3 separate regions of the Anser cygnoides genome follow, and all the other regions are linked to region 3. A link is a contact called in public Hi-C data. All regions are on one chromosome and are shown on one strand. The core of a region is the stretch at or near the end of the contact, and the rest is flanking DNA. Distances in the headings are between cores, read along the strand shown.

Region 1 (2,700 bases), core at 188-2,687, 150 kb after region 3:
TTAGAGAGTGTCCCTTTGCCTCTGCATGCTTACTGCTCCTGTACTGCTGTCCCCTTGTCTTACCCAGTTAGGTTTTATGATCTTGAACTTTCACTTCTTGCTTTTGGAGATGAGACCAAGGTTCATGTTACCGTGCTATTCCTTGACCTTTCAGAAAATAAAATGGGTGGGAACAGTACTGAGTGAAGGGTCTGCATCCCAGTCATTTTTCCACTAGCTTGTCTGTGTTTACAGCAGCCTGGCTCACGTGTTCCATCTTGGCACTTTTCTCCGATGCTGACATGAGCCTTGCCCACGTCCTGCACTTTGCATTATTGTGGCCTCATCTCAAGCACTGCGTGCAGGTTTGGGCACCACAATATGAGAAAGGCGTAAAACTGTTAGAGAGTGCCCAAAAAAGGGCAGTGAAGATGGTGAAGGGTCTGGAGGGCAAGACGTGTGAGGAGTGGCTGAGGTCCCTCGGTTCGTTCAGCCCAGAGCAGAGCAGGCCGAGGGGAGGCCTCATGGCCGCCTGCAGCTCCCTCACGAGGGGAGCGGAGGGTAGACGCTGAGCTCTGCTCTCTGGGGACAGTGACAGGACCCGAGGGAACGGCATGGAGCTGGGACAGGGGAGGGTCAGGCTGGGTGTTAGGGAAAGGTTCTGCACCCAGAGGGTGGTCGGGCACTGGGACAGGCTGCCCAGGGCAGTGGTCACGGCACCGAGCCTGCTGGAGTTCAAGAAGTGTTTGGACAACGTGCTCAGACACGGTCTGATTTTTGGGTGGTCCTGTGTGGAGCCAGGAGTTGGACTCAGTGATCCTTGTGGGTCCCTTCCGACTTGGGATGTGGTATGATTCTGTGTTGTACTCAGACAGCAAGGAATTGGGTGAAAAGTTTAAACTGAAGACTGATACTTCTGCCTTTCACAGAGGAGAAGCTGGGAATGCCCACAGTTGTGAAGTATTTGCACTTCAGGCTTGCTCTGTGCATCCCACAGGCTCTTGGCACATGAGCTTTGATCCTATTTTCAGTTCCACTGTTTCGTTCTGTTTTTCATCTGGATTTCATGCCTCTTTCAGTGCTCTGTATTTTTTATTAAAAGTTCCTACAGAAGGAGACAAAGGTCTTTTAATCTCTCATCTTATTACATACTTGCTCTCTGAGAAGACAGGTATCACTTCTCTTCCTTCCCTCACTGCTTCCTGGAAGGATTGTTTTGTGCTTCTGTTCAAAAACTACTGTGCATATGTAGGTACTTTGTTTAATACTTTTTCCGTAGTCAAATCCCAGAGCTTTTCATTGGCTTATCCCCAACTAGGGCTGTAGCAGAGAGGCTCCATTCTATGAAGATCTTTGACCTTTTGGTCAAAGAAAAAGCTGCCAGAAAAGTTTAAAAATAAAAAGTGAGAAGGCCTTTAAAGTTCTGGCAACAATGTGTTTTCCCATCTGATTCCTTCCATTCCAAAAAATGGCTACATCTCTATTTCTAAAATTCTATTTCTACTTAGAAATAAACAAACAAAACTGTTTTTATTGGGAAATAGAACAAATCTGGAAAACATCAGCTCACAGGTGAAAGGTTGATTTTTGTTACACGTGACTGCAAAAATGTTTTAGATCTCTGAACAGAAGCACCTGGACAGCTTCAGTTGCAGCTGTTGCCAGGTGCCCCAGCTTTAATGAAATATTTAGATATTGGAGTGGGAACAGTTCCACTATCCTCTCTCCCTACTTGCCAGTTGCCTGCACAGGCATGCTCCTGGTGAAACCACCTTTTCTGCATTTTCTATTGTAGTTTCCTTTTTTCTTTTTCTCTTTAGAGCTGTCTTTTCTTTGGAGAGTCCTTCATAAAACTACAGAGAGCTTTTGCCTCAGAAGCCCAGGGAACATTCTGCAATCCTTTACTAGATGTTTTGAAAGTATGAACTAGAGACAGTATTCTGAGCTCTGCAAATACATACAACAAGACCTAATTTATTGGTATCTTTTTCCCCCCTTTTTGATCAGAATCATAAGCCAGACAATGTTCTGCCATCAGTAGGAGCCGATCAACCAGAACTATCTCAGCAAATTCAGCCTGACCTCAGTTCTCATGATCCCACTTGCATAAAGGTCAGAGACCAAACTTCTGATGAATTCAAGTCAGGCCCCGAAGAAGATGGGCAGTTTTTATCTCACAGCCAGAAGGACGTTCAGAACCTGCAGAACCTAGTTGAGCTGGCCAAGGAAGGACTTACCCTTACTCAGCGGAACCTTGATGTTGACCACATTCAAGCAGCAGAGCAATCAGGTAAATTCTGGCAGCTTTGTGAGCCCTGTCCCTAAGTCCCTTCAGCTACACAGAGCCAGATTTATGCTGTACTAAGTTAGGAGAGCCATGACATTACCCCCAGGATGCTGAAGTTGATCCAGGAGGTGATACTGGGGGGGACAGGACATTTTTCTGCCGTAAACTTTAGTTACAGTGAAACTGACATTTCTAAAGTGATTAATATATCCCAGCATCAAAGAGAACTCCCAGATAGCAGATAATAAATTTTATTTTTAAATTCTCCTAAAGTTATTAAAAGTTTGGGTTTTTTTTGCCAGGATGGAGCCCAGACATGTCTAATGACTGGGCCAAAATGTTCATACCAGCTATTTGGACGCTCTGTTATGTGCACTGTCTTTTTGCGTCTTGAGACTATTGGGTGAAAGAGAAGTGCAAGAGGGATGATTGTA
Region 2 (2,700 bases), core at 31-2,530, 170 kb after region 3:
GACTTCTGGGGAAATGCCGGTCAGAGAGGTAAAAATCTGACTTGCCAATGTCTTATCCCCCTCTGGAGATGAGCAGGAAAGAAGATGGAGCTTGCTTGTGTGTCCACAGCCAGACAGTGTCTCACAAAAATAGCAGGGTTGACCCAGAGTGCATCTTTCCCATCTCCTATGCAGTACCTAGGCAGGGCTGCACACTTGCTCTCTGACAGCCAGGGGCCTACCATCAGCTTGCAGTTATTAATTTGGTTTCTTTGTTGCTTCTGTGGCTGGTTGGCCCCTCTGGAGCAGTTGTGCTAGACTCTCAACATCTCCTGTGCCTGACACTTCTTACCAGTAAGCTCAGGTCAGACTTTGAGGAGCAGAGCAGGCTTTTGTGTTTGCCAGGAGCTTTCCTGTTTGCGGAGCCCTCGGTAGCTCCGAGCTGGTTGGGTTCCTGGGGGCTTTGGTGGATCGTCCACGCAGCACCGCTGCACCCTGCCCATGGGGTGCTGAGGGAGGCCTGGCTGTGCCCCGCTGGGGCACGTCAGCAGGATGAAGCTCTCTGTAACACAGTAATTTTCTCTCATTTGAGCTTTCTGGGCAATTACATATATTAGCAGTGCTTCTGACTAAGGCAGATATCCATGCTATTTAAGTAATGAACGAAAGTAGGTTCCTTATTGGGCAATGCCTGAAGTTTTTTTTAAAAGATCTTATAAAATGCGTTGTTAAAGCTAAAAGTCAGGGGAACCAGCACCCCTACTAGTGTTGTAGAGCCATGCTGTAACAGAAGCGGGCCTTTCTGACACCGAGGCGCGCATTGTGGTGCTGTCCCCACCAGCCATTCTGCTCGGGATTCTCCTTTTATTGCAGCTGACCGGGGGCAAGGAGGAGGCGAACGCCCACCGGGGCCGCCCGGCACAGCCCGGGGGCCTCCTCCGCGCTGCCAGGAGCTGGCTTCAGCGGCCGCCTCCCGCCGCCGGCCGGCACCGGGCCTCAGGAGGGCCGCGGGCCGCCGCCCGCCATTTTCCGCCTCCCTCAGAGGCGAGGGCGCCGCCCGCCATTGGCCGTCGCCATCACGTGTTCCCCGCACACAGCGGCTGCGGGGAGCTGCTGCCGTGCGGGGCCGGGGCCGCGGTGCGGGGCCGCGGGGGGCCGCGGGGTGCGGGGAGCTGGGGCTGCCCGGGGGGGGGGGGGGGCTCCTCGGGGGGTTGTTGTGGGCCCCCCTCCCCGTCGGAGCGCCCCGAGAAAGGGCAGAGGCGGGCTGACGGCCCCCCCTCTTCTCCCCGAGCAGGACCCCCCGGAGCGGAGCCGGCCATGATCTCCCACGCGGACCGGGAGGAAGAGCTGCGGGCCTCCCGCCTGCGCGCGGTCGAAGGGAAGGCAGCTCCGAATGGCAGCCGTCCAGGTAAGGGGCCGGTGCGACCGGCTGGGAGCCTGCCGCCGGGGAAAACGGCTCTGGCACCCCCCCGGATCCTGCCAGAACGTGCAGCAGTGGTCGTACTGGGTCACACCATGGTCTGTCGAGCGTTGTCTGCCCCGACAACGGCTGTCACCGGACACAGGCAAGAGCAAACAGGCGGTGCTGTGTCCATGTGCCTTCTCAGGCCTCAGCAGCCTGCGTCTTCACAAGCTCCTGAGCTAGATGTCTTGGTATCTCATAGCCCGCTTTGTATTTTGTTGCCTTCTGGATTTATTTGCATTTTTAGCATCCATGACAGCTTACAGGAAGGAATTCCACAGCTTAGTTAGCTACCTCCTTTGGTTTGCTTTGAAGCCGCCTTCTAGTAGTTCATTTGATGCCAGTAACTCTATTTTCAGAGCAAATGGGGCAGAATGGATCCCTACCCCCTCCACAGGCCACTTGTGCTTTTACAGACATCTGTTATATCCCCTATCAACTGTAGCTTTTGCAAGCAGAACGGACAGATGAGTCATCTCCAGTACAGAAGCTGTGCCATGCCTTTGATCATTCTTTTTTCAATGTATTTTTCTCAGTGCTATTAGAGCTTTTGTAAGGTGGGGGATCCATCCTCCCCCTTGCATGTAATCAGGATGTGGACTTACTGTGGATTCAGAGAAGCAGGGAAGAATGACACTCTATTTTTCCCCTCTATTCTTTTCCCAACAGTTGCTAATATTTGGTTAGCTGTTTTGCATGCCCAGCAGCTGTGGTTTTCATCAATGTTTTCTAGTGCCAAGATGCTATTCCTGAATGATACCAAGAACACCCTAGGCTCATCCTCGTATAAATGCAAGGTATAGAGGCTTTCTTCCCCTGCAGTTCTTTGTTTACCTGCAGTGAATGTCCCCTGTTGTTCCCCTGCCACCTAACTGGTCACTATCACAAGGCTCCGCCACAGCTGATCTTTACAGTCATCCTTTGTTTCCTTAACCCTGGATAACACAGACTCATCAGCAGACGTCTCCACTTCCCCCTTTGCTCCATTAGTACCTTCTTTTGGGTCACTTTTTCCATGGCAATTTAGTTTCTTCATCAGTTTTGGTGAAGCAAAAATGTCATTCAGGAATGTTTTTGGATGCCTGATCTCCCTTTTGCTAACACTGGTGTTATCTCTGAAGAACTCTAAGTGGTTTGTGAGATGAGACTACTTTTTCCAAAGGCCATGCCAGCTCTTCCCCAGTATGCCCTCTTTGATCATCTGTCAGTAATTCTTATATTCCAGTTTCTGTTCATTTGCTTGGAATGTCTGTCGGGCT
Region 3 (2,700 bases), core at 135-2,634:
GGCTGGCAGGTCCTGAGGGTGCTGGCGGGGCTGAGAGGTGACGCAGTGGGACGTTGAGAAGGGGAATCTGTGGTGAGGCTGGGAGGGGACAGTGAGAGGGGGGAATGCGGGGGGATGCTGAGGGGACTGAGGGGGAGACACTGTGAGGGAACACGCTGTGAGGGGGCACAGTGAGGGGGCCGTGAGGGGAGACACTGTGAGGGAACTGTGAGGGGGGACACTGTGAGGGGACATGCTGTGAGGGGAGACACTGTGAGGGGACATGCTGTGAGGGGATACATGGAGGGGGCACACTGAGGGGACTGTGAGGGGGCACACTGTGAGGGGACATGCTGTGAGGGGATACATGGAGGGGGCACACCGAGGGGACTGTGAGGGGGCAAGCTGTGAAGGGGCACACTGTGAGGGGACATGGTGTGAGGTGCCACACTGAGGGACGTGCTTTGAGGGGATACATGGAGGGGGCACACCGACAGGACACGCTGTGAGGCGGCACACTGTGAGGGGGCAATAGGGGGTGCTGCGAGGTGCCCGGCCGAGGCCAGCGGGGGAGGCTGAGGTGAACGACTGGTACGGCACACGGAAGAGGCGGCTGAGGGGGACCGAGGGGGGGCGCGGCGAGCGTGCACCACGGGGGCGTCGAAGGGCAAGCCGATAGCGGCCGCCACACTCCACCACCCGCCCCCCCACCCCAGGACGCCGCGGAGCAACTGAGGACGAACTCCGCTCTTTCCGGCGCCGCTCGCGCCTTTCCGGCGGCGGCGGCGGCGGCGGGGGCGGCGGGGGGGCGTGCCCGGTGCGCGGTGACGCAGCGCGCAGGCGCCGCCCCGTCCCCGCCCCCATGGTCTCTGGAAAAGAGAAGAGAAAAAAAAACTTTTTTTTTTAATTGAGGAATCAACAGCCGCCATCTTGTCGCGGAGCCGGAGCGCGGCGCGAGCGGAGCGGGGCCGGGCCGGGCCGGGCCGGGGCAGCGGGGCCGCCCGCCGGGACACGGGGCAGCCGCGCCGGGCGCCGCCGACGGGCAGCGGGGCTCGGGGCCGCGGGGCAGCGCCGGACGGGGCCCGCCGGGCTCCGCCAGCGGGACCGGGAGCGGCGGCGGCGACCGCGGCGCGCTCATTGTTTTGGGGCGTTTTTTTTCCTAATTTTCCAATTTTCTCTTTTTTTCTTTTTTTTTTCCTCTCCCCCGCCTTCCTCCCCCCTTCCTTCCCCTTTTCTTCCCTCCCTTCCCTTCCCCTCCAAGCTCCCCCCCCCCCCCCCCCCCCCCCCCCCACCGTTTTGGGTCCGCGGCTCGCCGCGGGTGGGGGCGGCGGGGAGCGGGCGGCGGGGGACCGGGAACCGGGGCCGAGCCCCCCCCGGCATCGCGGAGGGCCGAGGAGGGGCGGCGGGGGGGGGGGGGGGGGGGGGGAGGAGGCCCCGCTATGCTCCCCGAGTGACTGCCGGAGCCGCCATCCGGGCACCTCCTCGGCGGCGGCAGGGCGGGGGAGAGGCCGGGAGGAGCGAGGCCGGCAGGGAGGGGGCGCTTGGGTTCTTCCCCCCGAGCCCGCCCCGAGCCCTCCTCCCTGCGGCCTTGCTGCGGCCCCGGGTATGGGGGAGAGGGGGCCGCCGGCGGCCGGGCACTGAGCGGCGCTGTTGTTCGCCATCCCCCTTCGTTCTTCTCCTCCGGGAGCGCCTCGGGACGGGCCCCGAGCGGCGGCGGCGGCTGCCATGGCGGAGAACTTACTCGACGGGCCGCCCAACCCCAAGCGAGCCAAGCTCAACTCGCCGGGCTTCTCCGCGAGCGACAGCACAGGTGAGACCCCGGGGAGGGACGGGGAGGGGTGTGGGGGGGGTGTTTTGGGGGTTCCCCCACCTTCCAGGGGCGAGCGGGCGGGCGGGCCCGGCGACCGTTCGTCGCCGTACGGCGACGAACGGTCGCCGGGCCCACCCGCTCGCCCCCCTTCTCTGAGGGGTCCCCACCCTTCCCTGGGGGTCCCCTCCTCTCCCCGGGGGTCCCCATGCTTCTCCTTCACCCCCCCCCTTCTGCCTACCCCCCCCCCCCCCCGCTGCCACCCCGCTCTGCGTCTCCGGGGCTGTGCTGCGGAGCGAAAAAAAAAAAAAAAAAAACACCCTCAACGCCACATCCCTATCCTGCTTTTTTAATATATGTATTAGTATTATTCTCCTTCTGTTCCCCCCCCATCTCCTTCTATTCCCCCCCTCCCGTCTCTGAGTGCGGTGAGACGGGTTTAAGGCGCTCGGTTCGACCTGTTCCGAGCTCTTTCCCTATTTAAAATTTAAAAAAAAAAAAAAAAAAAAAAGAATCTGCAGACCCGCTCAGGCGCTCAAGTTGTGATGAAATGCCCGGCAGCCCGGCGGTAGCTGCGACTCGTCTCCGCGTCGCGTAGCGTCTTCGCCCTGCTTCCCTTGTCCGAGGGGGCTCGTAGGTGATAAAACGCAGCAAAATTTCTCGTTTCCAGCAAGCGTGCGCCCGTCGCGAGTACGCACGTGTGTGCATAAGCGCGTGTGTGCGTGTACTCAAGTCTTGAAGCGTTCCGTTTTAATCGCCGAGGCAGTGCCTTCATAGGATCGTGTAGTGTGTTTGACTTGCACCTCTGTTCTCAGAGATTCCTGAATCTCGTCGAAGGGTCGGCGATAAGTTAATCGTGGTGTGCCTGCTGTGTTTTTATGGATAGGAAAAAAATATTACTATAATTGAGCTGA

What was found. Hi-C and Micro-C count contacts between places; a contact is called where the count stands out from the background.
Region 1: a contact with region 3 is called in a Hi-C map of liver, with 4 times the contacts expected there. The contact joins the enhancer-like site here to the promoter of CREBBP in region 3. A contact is called at or near these places in 2 of 7 Hi-C or Micro-C datasets (granulosa cells and liver).
Region 2: a Hi-C map of liver shows a contact between it and region 3, with 5 times the contacts expected there. The contact joins the promoter of LOC106033411 here to the promoter of CREBBP in region 3. A contact is called at or near these places in 3 of 7 Hi-C or Micro-C datasets (granulosa cells and liver).

The regions. Positions count from the first base shown.
Region 1 is chr15:11,701,693-11,704,392 of Taihu_goose_T2T_genome, reverse strand. It overlaps SLX4 (SLX4 structure-specific endonuclease subunit), which reads left to right. Exons shown (of 8, transcript XM_066977620.1): 8 at 1,987-2,159. Among named protein-coding and RNA genes, the nearest start is that of SLX4, 17 kb to the left of the region's middle. Within about 2 kb of position 1,437, at least 1 of the 3 cell types and tissues checked has open chromatin away from gene starts, as enhancers often do. A contact at or near this core is called in liver, where this site is marked.
Region 2 is chr15:11,680,193-11,682,892 of Taihu_goose_T2T_genome, reverse strand. It overlaps LOC106033411 (zinc finger protein 436-like), which reads left to right and starts at 1,280. Exons shown (of 2, transcript XM_013176864.3): 1 at 1,280-1,387. The coding sequence starts at 1,297. HMOX2 (heme oxygenase 2) reads left to right here and starts at 1,292. Exons shown (of 6, transcript XM_048061132.2): 1 at 1,292-1,387.
Region 3 is chr15:11,847,566-11,850,265 of Taihu_goose_T2T_genome, reverse strand. CREBBP (CREB binding protein) reads left to right here and starts at 1,384. Exons shown (of 30, transcript XM_066977615.1): 1 at 1,384-1,789. The coding sequence starts at 1,705.